3 separate regions of the Mus musculus genome follow, and regions 2 and 3 are each linked to region 1. Evidence: chromatin contacts called from public HiChIP or PLAC-seq and promoter capture Hi-C data. All regions are on one chromosome and are shown on one strand. The core of a region is the stretch at or near the end of the contact, and the rest is flanking DNA. Distances in the headings are between cores, read along the strand shown.

The links. Promoter capture Hi-C pulls out the DNA fragments that hold promoters and counts their contacts. HiChIP or PLAC-seq counts read pairs in DNA pulled down with a chosen protein or histone mark.
Region 2: a promoter capture Hi-C map of neural stem cells shows a contact between it and region 1. The contact joins two enhancer-like sites. A contact is called at or near these places in 8 of 39 promoter capture datasets (the 3T3-L1 cell line, cranial neural crest, embryonic stem cells and 5 more), 3 of 484 Hi-C or Micro-C datasets (the P5424 cell line, cerebral cortex and stem cell-derived neural progenitor cells), 8 of 115 datasets of contacts at active chromatin or transcription factors (embryonic hindbrain, embryonic stem cells, fibro-adipogenic progenitors and 2 more) and 2 of 9 other capture datasets (adipose tissue and embryonic stem cells).
Region 3: an H3K27ac HiChIP or PLAC-seq map of neural progenitor cells shows a contact between it and region 1, with 4 times the contacts expected there. The contact joins two enhancer-like sites. A contact is called at or near these places in 3 of 39 promoter capture datasets (cranial neural crest, embryonic stem cells and hippocampal neurons), 1 of 484 Hi-C or Micro-C datasets (CD4 T cells), 1 of 115 datasets of contacts at active chromatin or transcription factors (neural progenitor cells) and 1 of 9 other capture datasets (embryonic stem cells).

Annotation. Positions count from the first base shown.
Region 1 is chr15:37,368,031-37,372,375 of GRCm38.p6, forward strand. It overlaps Ncald (neurocalcin delta), which reads right to left. Exons shown (of 4, transcript NM_001170868.1): 3 at 4,086-4,191; 4 at 1-895. The coding sequence ends at 798. Among named protein-coding and RNA genes, the nearest start is that of 4930447A16Rik, 55 kb to the right of the region's middle. Within about 2 kb of position 2,326, at least 8 of the 459 cell types and tissues checked have an H3K27ac peak or open chromatin away from gene starts, as enhancers often do. A contact at or near this core is called in the P5424 cell line, neural progenitor cells and neural stem cells, where this site is marked.
Region 2 is chr15:37,784,445-37,788,789 of GRCm38.p6, forward strand. It overlaps a transcript of Ncald not described here. Among named protein-coding and RNA genes, the nearest start is that of Gm15942, 86 kb to the left of the region's middle. Within about 2 kb of position 2,542, at least 53 of the 459 cell types and tissues checked have an H3K27ac peak or open chromatin away from gene starts, as enhancers often do. A contact at or near this core is called in the P5424 cell line and neural stem cells, where this site is marked.
Region 3 is chr15:37,721,297-37,725,641 of GRCm38.p6, forward strand. It overlaps a transcript of Ncald not described here. Among named protein-coding and RNA genes, the nearest start is that of Gm15942, 23 kb to the left of the region's middle. Within about 2 kb of position 1,730, at least 18 of the 459 cell types and tissues checked have an H3K27ac peak or open chromatin away from gene starts, as enhancers often do. A contact at or near this core is called in neural progenitor cells, where this site is marked.

The DNA.
Region 1 (4,345 bases), core at 1,076-3,575:
CATTTTACAAGGCAAAACACTTAATTTGGTCTGCAATATCCAATGTTTTATATACAGCAGTCTTTTATAAATCACCAGTAGGCAGCAAGATGGGTCTGGCATTTGAATATGTGTTTGATTTTTTTTTTTTTTAAAGAAACTTGTATTAGCTCAACTATGTAAACCTGTGGGAGAAAAACAAAACAAAACAAAACAAAACAAACAGCTGAGCCATCTTTTCCCATCTCTGTTAATTTACCTTGAAAAGTTCACAGCTTAGAAATTACAGCCTGCTGGGGTGAGAGGGAGTGGCCTCTGGGGGGAAATGTCCCAGCTGCCTTTAATAGCCTCTCCCCAGAGGGTAACCTGTTCTTTAAAAACTTAGCCTCAGGTGTCTGCTCTAGCTCCCAGGGCATGTGTGACAACAGACCCAGGGTAGGAGTTTTGTATTTCAAACAAAGCCCCTGGAAGCTTGCAGAAGAAGCCCCGGGCTGAATGTACTTCCCTTGTCTTGCCCCTCAGGGCTTAGGTTTTAAGATAGAGACATTAGAATCAAAGGGGAAAAAAAAGATGATTAAAAAAGCCATCCACTGGGGAACACCACGAAGTCTGTGCATGCTCTCCACAAGCACGTGGGCTCTGGGCATTCACATCCACCATGAAAGAAGCAAGGGGCAAAAGTGTCACAGGAGGGCACATCTGACTGAAGAGGGCACAGTGTCACCATCAATATTGTTTGGCAAAAACAAAAACCGAAGTAAGTTTAAAAGCTAATCAGGAGGGACACAAGCAGCTGTAGCGTCCTGGGGGTGCAGGGCTCAGAACTGGCCGGCACTGCTGGGGTCACACTGCAGGAGACGCACAATGGATGGGTCGCTTTTGGCCCCTCGGATGAATTCTTCCAGGGAGAGCTTTCCTAGGAAACAAGAGGGTGAATGAGTGCCGGCCAGTGTTGGGAGCAACAGAAGCCTGTGGCTTCCTCAGTAGAGGCTGGGTAGACCATGAGGCAGGATCCCCACTTCTCTCTTAACTCAGACATCCCCCACCTGACTCAGTGCACAGGGCCGTTCAACACCACTTCCAAGACAAGATCCCAGGCTTGGGGAGGGTACTGGCTCACCCTGGCCTAAATCTCTGCCCTAGTAGCCTTTCTGCCTCTACCCACCCTGGGAAAAGAGCAGCCCCAGCTCATCTGAGTGTGCCAGGCTCTTGAGCCACTCCACACTGGTGTACTCAGGTTCACAGATAACCTGCTCCTTAGGTGGGCAGAGCAAAACTGTAGGCTCTTTTTTTTTTTTAAACCACTTTTTGAAGATAGTAGCATCTTCATCCAAAGCCAGGAGAATAAAGGAGTGTGAGCTAGACAGAGGGTGACCCACTGGTCCCTCAACCCAGGTGGCTTGAGAAAGAAGTCAGGGATTTGTTCTCTCACTGCACCACCTCCCTCCTTCCTTCCCTCCCTCCCTTTCCTTCCTTCCTTCTTTTTTATTTATTTTTTGACACGGAGCCTCACTATGTAGTCAAAGCTTCCTCATGACTCCAGATCTATTACTTTGCCCCCCCCCCCATCCTTCTGCCTAACTGTTTTCCAGTAAAGGTCCTCTGTCACTGTCATTGTGGAGATATGGGTGATGGTGGCTTTCCCCATTCCTGTACTTCCACAGTGACTCGTTAAAGTGATCCATACAATGATAAATTGGACTAGAACAGCTGGGTCCCTTTACCTAGCTCTGTCCTCTTTCCTTTCCTGGAGACTTAGCCCTGTTTGTTCTTCCAAGGACAGGCACCCGGCTGTCAGGCTCCGTGAGGCCTGTGCACTTCAGTACCACCTTAGCTGCTCTTCCAAGCTACCTCCACTGGCACTTCAGGATGAGAATGGGGGTTTGGGGGCCAAAGCTCCACTTAAACACATCAAAGTTGCAGGCACAGGCACTGGAAACCACAAGCCATGGAGCACTTAGAGCTCAACATGTACTCTCTGCCTCTTACACAGACTCCATAGTGACTTGCCTTATGTAGGGACAGACTTTTCATGGCAGAGACTAGCAGTGAAACACAAAGACTGTTGACTAACAAGACTGATGGGAGCAGGCTTTACACGAAGCCAGGTCTGCTTCTGGTGGGAAGGGACTGGGGCCTCAGAGTTGAGGCCCTGAAGCCAAGCCCTGAGCCAAAGCAGAGAGTCTCCTGGGTGTTCAACAGTCTGTCCCCCTCCTTCCCTGGCTGCTTCCATCCCCATAGCTTCCTTTATTTAAACAAATCTTGCTTTAGCAAAGCCCAGGACAGTGGTAGTCAGCTGTCCATTGGGAATGGGAACCCAGCCAGGGCCCTTCCATCTGTAGAAACATCTCCAGTGGAAAAGCCCTGGCACTGCCTGTGAGCCACACATCTGAAGGTGTCTTGTCTCTCATCCTTCAGTACTCCTCTAAGGAGGAGATTGGGTCTTAAAGCCATTATGTTCCCTAGACTATCAAAACCTGAGCTTCAACATCAGCAAGTCCATTAACTGTTAAAACAATCCCATGTTTGTTTAAACTTTGCAAAACAAACTGCTGAGAATCAAGGCTCCAGAGGGGAAACAGGATGTCAGAGGATGCCATGCAAGTTCATAGAGGAAACACAGCCAACAGATTGGCTTGCACCACACAAACCGAGATTCTCAGGGACCTGGCACCCCACGTGTGCATGCAGAAAGAGGCTTGCTCTATGCAGAGTCTTCTATAATGCATATCACAAGGGAGTGGTCCATTTTTACACCGCTGACTAGACTTGCTAAATATCAAGAGTGAAGATCTGGGGCTGGAGACATGACTCCATGGGTAAAAGTATGTGCTGCCTAAACCAGACCACCTGAATTTGATCCCTAGAATCTATATAAAGGAGAAGGGGGAAAATGGACTCCATTAAGTTGTCTTCTGACCTCCATGTATGCACCAGGTCATGTAATAATACATGTAACATTATGCACAGTAATAATAAAGAAAATAAAATTTACGTTTTAAAAGTGAGTTGGCAGGAGAAATGGCTTAGTGGTCAAGAGCACTTACTCATCGGGCAGAAGGCCAGTGTTTGATTCTCAGCACTCACATTGGGTAGATCATAACCACCTGGAGCCAGTTCAGGGAACTGTGACCTCTGTTGTGCATATATGTGGTTCGAATAAATTCACACAGGTATGCAAGGACATGCCCATAAATAGTAAATACGTGTTTGTTTAAAGAGCTGTGAAGCCTTGGACAGCATGGGTCAGCCTTGACTGAGCACTGAAGACTTGGGTACCATTTCTGGATAACATTTCAAGATTCGGCAAGAAAAATAAGGATGCTAAATTAACTTTGAATTTCAACTGAATAACAAGCAACTCCTTAGCATAAATATGTCCCAAATATTGCATGCAGACATAGATATGCCAAAAAGAAGCCATTATTTCTCAATTGCTTGGGCCTCCTGTATCCTACTTGGCAGCCTGACATGCAGAACTCCTATTTATTTACTTATTTCATAGATAAGGGTTCCTTATGTAGCCCAGGCTGCCCTCAAGCTTGTGGTTGTCCTGAGTCACCATACCAGACTTGTCTATTTTGTTTGAAGTACAACTTTCCTTTCCACTTGGCTTGCACATCTGCTAGTTACATTTTGCTTTGGGACAGCACCCTCTACTCAATAGTAACCTGCTGACCACTCACTCCAACCCTCTACTTGCTTCCCACTACTTGGGGGTTTCACTTGGACTCAGCATCTTGGAGCATGCTCATACGACCTCTCAAGCAGGTTGGGATGAAAGCTGTTGGGGTTGGTAAGAAGCATTGAGCCTTTTGACATACTCCAACTACACACTGGATCCAGCCTTCTGGGGAAGGCCTATCCTGACTCAATGGCTTCTTGGGTCCTTTTATTTCTGCTTCAGAGGAGCCATGCTATTCTGAGGAAGGAGTAGAGATAACATGGGAGGATAGAAGGGCCTAGAAAATAAGGCTTTCCCCTGAGACTGGGACCAGCTCCAGAGTCCACATGCTTCTGTTCCTTTGTGCCCAGGTGGCTCTCACAGATCACACCCATGGCTGACATCCAGCAGCCTGGCCCACACAAAGCCCTCAGCCTCTTACCATCTCTATTGGTATCCATCTGGCGGAAGATCTTTTCTGTCCTTTTCTCTGGGGTTGATTCATCTTCAGGCATTTTCATGACAGAGGAAACCATTTTGTAGATCGCCTAGGGACAGAAGCAAAGGGCAGTGATATGGAAACACAGTTCATCTCAACCGTAGCTCTTTCAAATGCTAGAGTAGAGGGAAGGTAGCTGTGCTCTGCTGGAGCTGGGCCTGTCTCAGGGCTTTTTGTATAGGACAGGATGTGGCAGTGGTAGC
Region 2 (4,345 bases), core at 1,292-3,791, 420 kb after region 1:
CCCACGGAAAGTGGGCCTGCACCCCACAGAAAGTATCCTCAGAATCAACCACAGAGGAGAGGAAGACAGACTTTGGAGGCCAAAACACCCACAGCCAGCAGAAACTAAAAGAGGCAAGCCACCAGGCATGGTGACACACACCCAGAGTCCCAGAGGCTCAGAAGGCTAAGGAACATCTGAGCCCACAAGTTCAAGAGCAGCCTTGGCAACATAGGACTGCCCCATCTCTAAATAAATAAGTTAATTAATTAATTAATTAATTAACTAACTAATTATAATTGAAAGAACTATTTCTCTTTGAGCATCTAGAAAAAGTGGGGCTCAGCAACACCTCTGCCTCTGGATATAGAGCCTGCACAGCTGTGAGCGAATCAATGTATGTCTACTGTGTCAAGGTGCCTAGTTTGTGACAGTCGATTCCATGGACACAGGAAGCAAGGCCTGAACCCTGTGTGTCACTCATGACATCAACTTTTCAGGCAGCAGGGAGGGAAGCTCTGAGTCTTCTAAAAGCAGCCTTTTCCACATGCACAGAGGACTTCAGTCCAGTCCCAGAACGAGACCAACCTCTTTCCCCACTTCAGATGGCATGCACTTGGTGGCACTAATATCTGGTTCTCATGGAGCTTTCTTGGGCTACAAACCCCTCAAGCCATGCCTGAGTACTCAAGGGACCAGGTCCACCAGAACAACACTAGACATCAGATCACCTGGGCCTAGGGATGGTCTGCTACTGTAGAGCCAGTTAGAAGAACAAGAAATGTCCCTACTATTTCCACTGTCTGCCCAGACTCTCAGCCCAGTTCTACCGATTGTTCCCTGATCCCTGACCATTGGTGAGTCCCTCCATCTCTGGGTGCCCTGGTTCCCTTCACCCTTTACATGGGGTGGACCATGGGGCTCCAAAATGCCATGTTCTCTGCTCTGCCACCCTCCAGCCTTTCTTCTGTGTCCTTCAAGCAGTGCACTGGCTACAGCCCACTTAGCTTATGGTCAGGACAGTTTCGCCACTTGGGAGGTGCTAGGAGGTGAGAACAAGAGTGGCTAGGTACTTCCTGGACTACATAACTGCCTGCCAGGACAAAGCTGAAGAGCAGAGTTCTGTGGGCAGCACTCTGCAGCCAACCTGACTCCCAAAGTACTTCGAGAAACTGTTTTCACACTCCCCAGGCATAACACCACAAAAACACACACACACACAAACACACACACACACCTCATATACATACACACCTCATACATAACACACACCACACACACACACCACATATACCACACACATAACACCATACACATATACCATACATACACACTACACACATAACACCACACACACAAACACACACACACCTCATATACATACACACCTCATACATAACACACACCACACACACACACACACACCACATATACCACACACATAACACCATACACATATACCATACATACACACTACACACATATACTATACACACACACAAAACACACACTACACACACAGCACACAAACACACCACACACACACACTTCATACACATACACACCTCATACATAACACACACCACACACACACACACCACATATACCACACACATAATACCACACACATATACCATACATACACACTACACACACATAACACCACACACACATATACCATACACACACACAAAACACACATTACACACACAGCACACAAACACACCACACACACACATACACCATATGTACCACACACCACACCCACACACCACATGCACACACACACACAGACAGACACACGTAGACACACACATAGCCAATTCACTATCCCAACAGCTATATAAACAGCCCATTAACATAAGCTTGCTTCGTTTCTGCCACCCTTCATGGGACAAATGACAGAGTTTGCCAGACTAGATTGAATTCACACTTAGAATTCCAGGAGGTATTTCCCATGAACAACTGGTCAACCTATCTGAGGAAAATGTCTCAGATCCATGTCTACTTCTGCTCCCAAATTTAATACCACACAGGACAAAGATGACGATGTTTCAGTCCTGTGGGTGTGGGAGAAACCCCTCACACCTCTGCAGCCTTTTCTCTCCTCCCACTCCCTGTCAGGATCCTTCTGGGTGTGCGACATGGAGGCATTCTGGAAAGCAATCTGGTAGTTGCAAGAGATTGAATATAGAGTGTCAAGCGATCCAGCAGTGTCAGCTCTGAGTGCTCAGCCAAAGGAGAAACATGAACATACACTTACATGCCTATGTTAGTAGTGTGTTATGCACAAGAGCAACAGATGGGAGCCGCTGCCATGCCCAGCAACAGACAAATGGAGAGCCGGTCTGCTGTATGCAGTCAATGGAATGTACTCGGTCTTAATTAGGAAAGAAATCCCAGTATCTATCACAACATGGAGAACCTAAAGGCATTCAGTTAAGTGGAATAAATCAGTCACAAAAAGGTGAATATTAGGCACCACACCAATCACATGCTCTGACTCACGGGGCAGAAAGGAGGAAGGTGGCTGTCAGGGACTGAGGAGAGAGAAGAATGGGGAACTACTGTTAATGAGCCCAGAGCTTCAGTTCAGAAAGAGAAAAAACAGGCTGTAGAGAGGGGTGGCCAGAGACACAGTAACACAGATGTTCTCAGTGACACAAAATAGTCCACTTAAAGTGATTAAAATGGCAAACTTTATACCATTTATATATTGTCACACTTTTAATGTATTTAAGGAATACTTATTCCTCATTTAGTACACAAGCCATGTTCCTGGGACTACTTCAGCAAATCTTAAACAAAAGCTCTTTGTCCCCACCAAATGAGCTCAGCTCTTATGCTATGCCATTACTGCTGTTATGGTCCAAGCTCTTGTTGATCTGTTCCATGAATTAATTAAAAGGAAGAAGCCATGGTTGCAATAGGAAAGGTCTCCCATAGACTCATAGGTCTGCACTTGGTGAGGCAATTTTGGGAGAATCTTTAAACTTTCTCAGGTGGACCTAGCTAGAGGGAGTGGGGTAGGTCAGTGGGGGCATATTGCGCCCCCCCTGCCCCCCCACTTCCCGCTGCTTCTTATCCCAGTCTCTGTTTTCTAGCCATCATGAGGTGAACAGTCTGTGCCAGCCACTCCAGTTCCCAAAGTTTGTTCCCAAAGCACTAAGCTACAGAGAACCTTCAGAAACTAAGCAAAATATGCACTTCCTCTTTTAGAGTTACCCACAGTAGGTATTTGGTAACAGCCACAAAACGACTAACACAGGAACTCAAGCCAGTTCTGCTGCATCCTGAGAACCTAGCGCAGTGTAGAGCAGGTCCAAACTGCTCTGAATCATCCTTTGAATGCGTGGATGTGAGAAGCCCCCCCACCCCCCGCCACACACACGCACACACACAGAGAGAGAGAGAGAGAGAGAGAGAGACCTGTGTCTTCCTTTTCCCTCTTTTCTCCAACCCGGAGATGCTTTTAACTTCTCAAAGTTATGGAGTTGTCTTTTTGGAAACAGAGAATCGAGCCCTAGTAACCCCCCTTTAACCATCCTGTTCACGAGTAATACGTGTGTATATCTAAGTGCGTACATTGTGATTCTTCAGTCCCAAATTCCACTTATTATAAGCCATGTGACCTTTTTAAGTTTTTTAATTCTCCAAAGCCTGGTCCTCTCATCTGGAATGTAGATGTGCCACCAGAAGTCTACAGAACATCTGTTTCACAACCCACAATTAAAGGGCCTGTCTCCTGATGGCATCAGGTTTCTGCAAGAGAAGTAGCCTTGCTCCTCAGCCTGTGGCTCAGGAGTTAAAAGATCTAAGATGCAACAATGAGCTGGAGCGAGCCACTGTGAGCAATGTCAAGGTAGAGGCTCCCTCTTCCTGCCTGATGTACAAAACCCAGACCATGTAAAGGTTAGTGCCCCCCAGATAGCCTACAGTAAGAAGGAGCCCAAAATGCCACCAACTCCAAGAGGGCAAACCAAGATGAGCAAGAGGGCAGGTTCTGCTAACGATGCTTGAGTCACAATTCCAGTTCCAAGGGGGTCTGACTCATGTGTGTTGCATATACACACGCAGGCAAACATCCACACAAATAAAATAAAATAAAATAAAATAAAATAAAATAGAAAAATTGTCTGCGTTGGGGAGTTCCTAACACAACAGACTTGAATTCTACTTGAAATAAGGTTTTCTGGGGCTGGAGAGATGACTCAAGGGTTAAGAACCCTTGTTGCTCCTGCAGAGGACCCAGGTTTGATTCCCACGATCACATGTTATAGCTCCAGTTGCAGGAAATCCAATGCCTTCTTTGACTTGTCCATGCACCAGCACACACATACATGCAGGCAAAACATTCATACACACA
Region 3 (4,345 bases), core at 480-2,979, 350 kb after region 1:
TTTAACTACGGAACCCAGTCAAAACTTTGTATGAAGCAAAATCAGCCAAGAATGAAATTGGTAGACCAAATGATATTTTCATTTTATCTTCTATTTTTACATTCCTCCTAGACATTTCTATCCACGAGTCAAAAGGAACAAAAGGCTGACTGACGATGGTCTCAGTGGCGATGGGAAAAACATAGCCCTGTTATTTTCTGACTCTTCTGCTCAGTGTAAACCTACATATAAGTAGGCTCACATCTCCCTGGTAACATTGCTGCTCTTCAAACGTGTCAGAGTGGAAGTGATTTGTGAAAAGAGAAAAATTAGCTGGGCATGGTGGTTCACACCCAGTGCTTGAGAGGCAGGGGAATTTCTGTGAGTTCACGGACAGCCTAGTTTACAAAGCAAGTTCCAGGACAGCCAGGACTGGTACACATAGAAATCCTGTCTCAAAAAAAAATCAATAAAAGAAAAGAGGGGGAGGGATGGATTTCTATAATGAACGGATATAATGAAACAAAAATTATTGACCTTCTGAGACTTCATCTGTCTTTTTCCCTGATGTGGTCCTAATGACTATGGCTATGATTGCCCCATCAGTGTACTCAGTGAAGCCCATTGTTTATAGACTAGGGATCTAGCTTAGTGGTGGAACACTTAGCTTCCTGGTATGAGCCCCTGGCAGGTCCTAGTGTTTGGGGAGGCTATGAGACCTTTAGGGGATGGGATCTGGCTGATTGAGGTAGGTTGACAAGGGTGGACCTTGGAGTGCTACAGACCAGCTCTATTTCTAGTCTCATCTCTACTTCTGAGTCCATGAAGATGGGAAGAGCACCCACTGTAGCTGCCCATCACCCAGGGACCAAGACCCACCAAGCCTTTCAGACCTTGGTGGGTTGATGACCCCCTGAAACCATGAGCCAAACCATATTCTTCTTCCCTGAAGTTGCTTCTACCACACATTTTGGCTGTAGCAACTAGAACAGTAACTAGATGCACACACCAGGGTGCGTAGCTACCTGACCAGTGTCCTAGACTGTATAGCTCAGCTCTCGACCAACAATGCTTCGCAGTAAACAAACACAGGCATCCTCTTCTGACCACCCACTGTTGGTTGGCCAGAGTTTAGCTAGTCTTGACTGGGATCAGCTGGATGCAGGTAGCTTCCCGTTATCTATAGTGCTAGAAGCAGCATATTTCTTCACAGAAAAGGAGTACTTGGTGAGAAGCCACAAGCTCCTCTCAAGCCTACTTCCATGTCTCATAATACCCTACCGGCCACAGCAAGTCCTATGGCTGGCTCAGTAGGCCAGAGCTGGAAAAGGCGACTCTTCTGTGAAGAGGTGGCTCTGGGGCATATCTCCCATGGTGCAGCACCTCCAAACCTTGAATAAAATACTCCCCACTTAAGAAAGAAAGGACCCCAAGGACCTCCAGAGATGACCAAAGGTATTTTATTTTAATTCAGCTAACCACACAGAAATACAAAATGACTTATGTAAGCCTTGTTTGCCTTCTCAGCACTCTAAGAACAGTGGTACAAATTAAATTCAAAACTTTAAAGCTAATAAAATTCAAAACAACATTAGCAGCACGCAAACGATTCTATTGTTTCATTGAATCTAAATTGCTGTTCTCAGCTTGCATAAGGCATTGACTGTTGAGGCCCAAAGTGAGTATACTATGTGTGCCAGGGGAAGACCTGCTTCCAAATTCTCTTCTCCAACTGAAACAGCACTCTTATGTCATCTGGCATGCACACCACACAAGTGCACTGTTGTATTTAGCCTGCTTCTGGATCTCTCTCATTAGATCATGACTGGAAATGAATTCCTACTTAGCCCCCCGGCTCCTACAAGCAGGATGAGTGGGAGGGGACATAAGCATGTGTTGTATTAAGGGACATCCAGAATAAATGGACCTTTTAAAAAGGTATTCCATTGAAACCTCAAAGTATTTAAAGCTCTCATTGAGAAGTCTCAGAGAAACCAACCCCTGTTTAAGGAACACTGAGACCAGAGCTATGGTTTGAATTCAGGCTTCAAAATTAAGGCACTGAAATGTGGTGGCCAGTGGGTAGTATCAGAGCTGGGGCCTTTAAAGGGTGTGACGGTGCTTTCCCTCGAAGTGTGACTGAGACCTTGAAGCAGACTTCACAGTCCACACAGTTGCCCTTCTGCCTCTGTGAGCTCACAGTTTTCTTCCTCTCAGGGATACACTGACAAGATCCCACCATGGAACGCAAAGGCAGCCAGGACACAACCAAACCTGCTGGCATTCAGGTTTGGATCTCCCAGCCTCCCAAACTATGAGACAACAACCTTCTCTTCTTCATCAATCCTCTAGTCTGAGATATTCTGCCATAGTAGCAGCATGGATTGTGACAGCGGCTTTCACACACTTCTTTGCACACAGTGGAGACACCCAGAGCCAGCCCCATCCACGATGTGCACCTGCATCTGCCCCTCCATGTCATTCTTATGGTTTCTTGTACTCACAGTTACCCACATTTCTACAATATCAAGCTTGTTCTGGGGCTCAAGCATGCCTTTGAATGACTGTTTAAAACACAGACCAAAAGCCAGGCGGCTGTGGTACACACCTTTGATCTCAGCATTTGGGAGGCAGAGGCAGGTGGATCTCTGTGAGTTTGAGGCTAGCCTGGTCTACAAAGGGAGTTCTAGGACAGTCAGGGCAACACAGAGAAACCCAGTCTCAAAAGGAAAACAAAAACAAAAGCAAAAAAAAAAAATGCCTAGAAGACAGGAGAGCCTACTTCCTCCACCCTCTTCAACCACTTGCATTCTTGGTGGGCCTTCCTGCCAGGGCACAGGAACAGACCCAACCAACAGACTCTTCCAGGAATCTCAGTCTCCAGTGACAGAATATCAGGAAGCAAAATAGTTGCTGCTGCTTCCTCTTGAAGTGAGTCCTGGAAGACTCCCCTCAGGCCCTCAGAAGCATCCCACCTCTGTCTGAGGCCACCCTTGCAGCCCATGCACTTCCCTCAACCCCAGGAAGAGTCCCATGGCTCTTTTTGTTCCTTTTTGGCTGAAGTAGCCAGAGTTGGTTTCAGAGCCCCGACTGATAAATATTCCAACGCGAGTTTCTAAACATAAACAGTCTCAAACAAGGCAATGATTACAGGAACAAATGTAACTGTGTTTGCCTTTAGGTTCCCAAAACAGAAGTGACCTCATTCCCAAATACTGTTTATACTGCATGTTCAGCGGCTGCAGCCCTGAGTTAACTCTTTCCCTGCCATTCTGCAGCCCCAGAATCTCCCCACTGCCAGGGATCAAGGTATAGCCACAGGAGGTCGCTTTCAGAATCCTCAAAACAGAGCCAAGTGCAAGTGCTACCATGTGCAGTCCTGCTCAGTAAACCTGGTCACTCTAGTACACAATGGAGTTGCCATTTTGTACACTGAAAACACAACAAAGGTGTTTCTCGAATATACTGGTAACAATATCGATAATAGTGGCAAACACCGGTGTGCCGCTATGCACGAGGCAGTGTTCTGGGGACAGACAAGTGTTAGCTTACTAGATCCTCCCAAAGGCCCTTACTGTTTTCTGCCCAATTTCCTATGTGAAGAACGAATAGAGAGATGCTAAGTAGCTTGTCCTGTTTGCTGGTAAGCAGCAGGGGGTGGGAGGGAGAAATTAAAGCCCATGAGATCCACCAATAGTTCCTGCTTCTATCCAATCCTTGTCCTGCCTTCCACATGACAAGGACATGCCAGACCAAGGTCACCACAGGCCCTGGAGAACAGAGTCCCCGCTTTTAACCCCCACATCACCTTATGGGAAGGGAGATGATCATCAGACGGCTCTCAAGGGACACAGTTCATTCCATTCTTTCCTTGTTACCAAGGGACCTAGAAAGCCATGAAGATAAAAGCAACGACAGTATGTATTTTACTTATTTTTAGACAGAGACTCCCTGGGTGCCCTGGCTAGCCCGTAACTTGTTATTTACAGGTTGGCCTCAGACTCACAGAGATCTACCTGCCTCTGGCTAGCCTGTAACTTGTCATTTACAAGCTGGCCTCAGACCCACAGAGATGGACCTGCCCCTGCTTTGCTTTCCTTATGTTTGATGTAAAGACGCTCGTTACGACACTCAGCTTCATGGTGTGCTTTGCAGATACTGTGCGAGCACACCTCAGGTGTCCATCCAGACTTGGACCCACTAGCTGGAACTATTAACTAAGTTCACTCAGAAAGATGTCATAAAGCCCTTCCTCTTGCCACATCCGAGATGCTGCTGGAAGGTTTTTCATATGTAACATGAGAATCTTTACTGCATTTATGCTCATTTCTAAAAATAGGCCTAAAGCATCCTCCAAGAAGAGAAT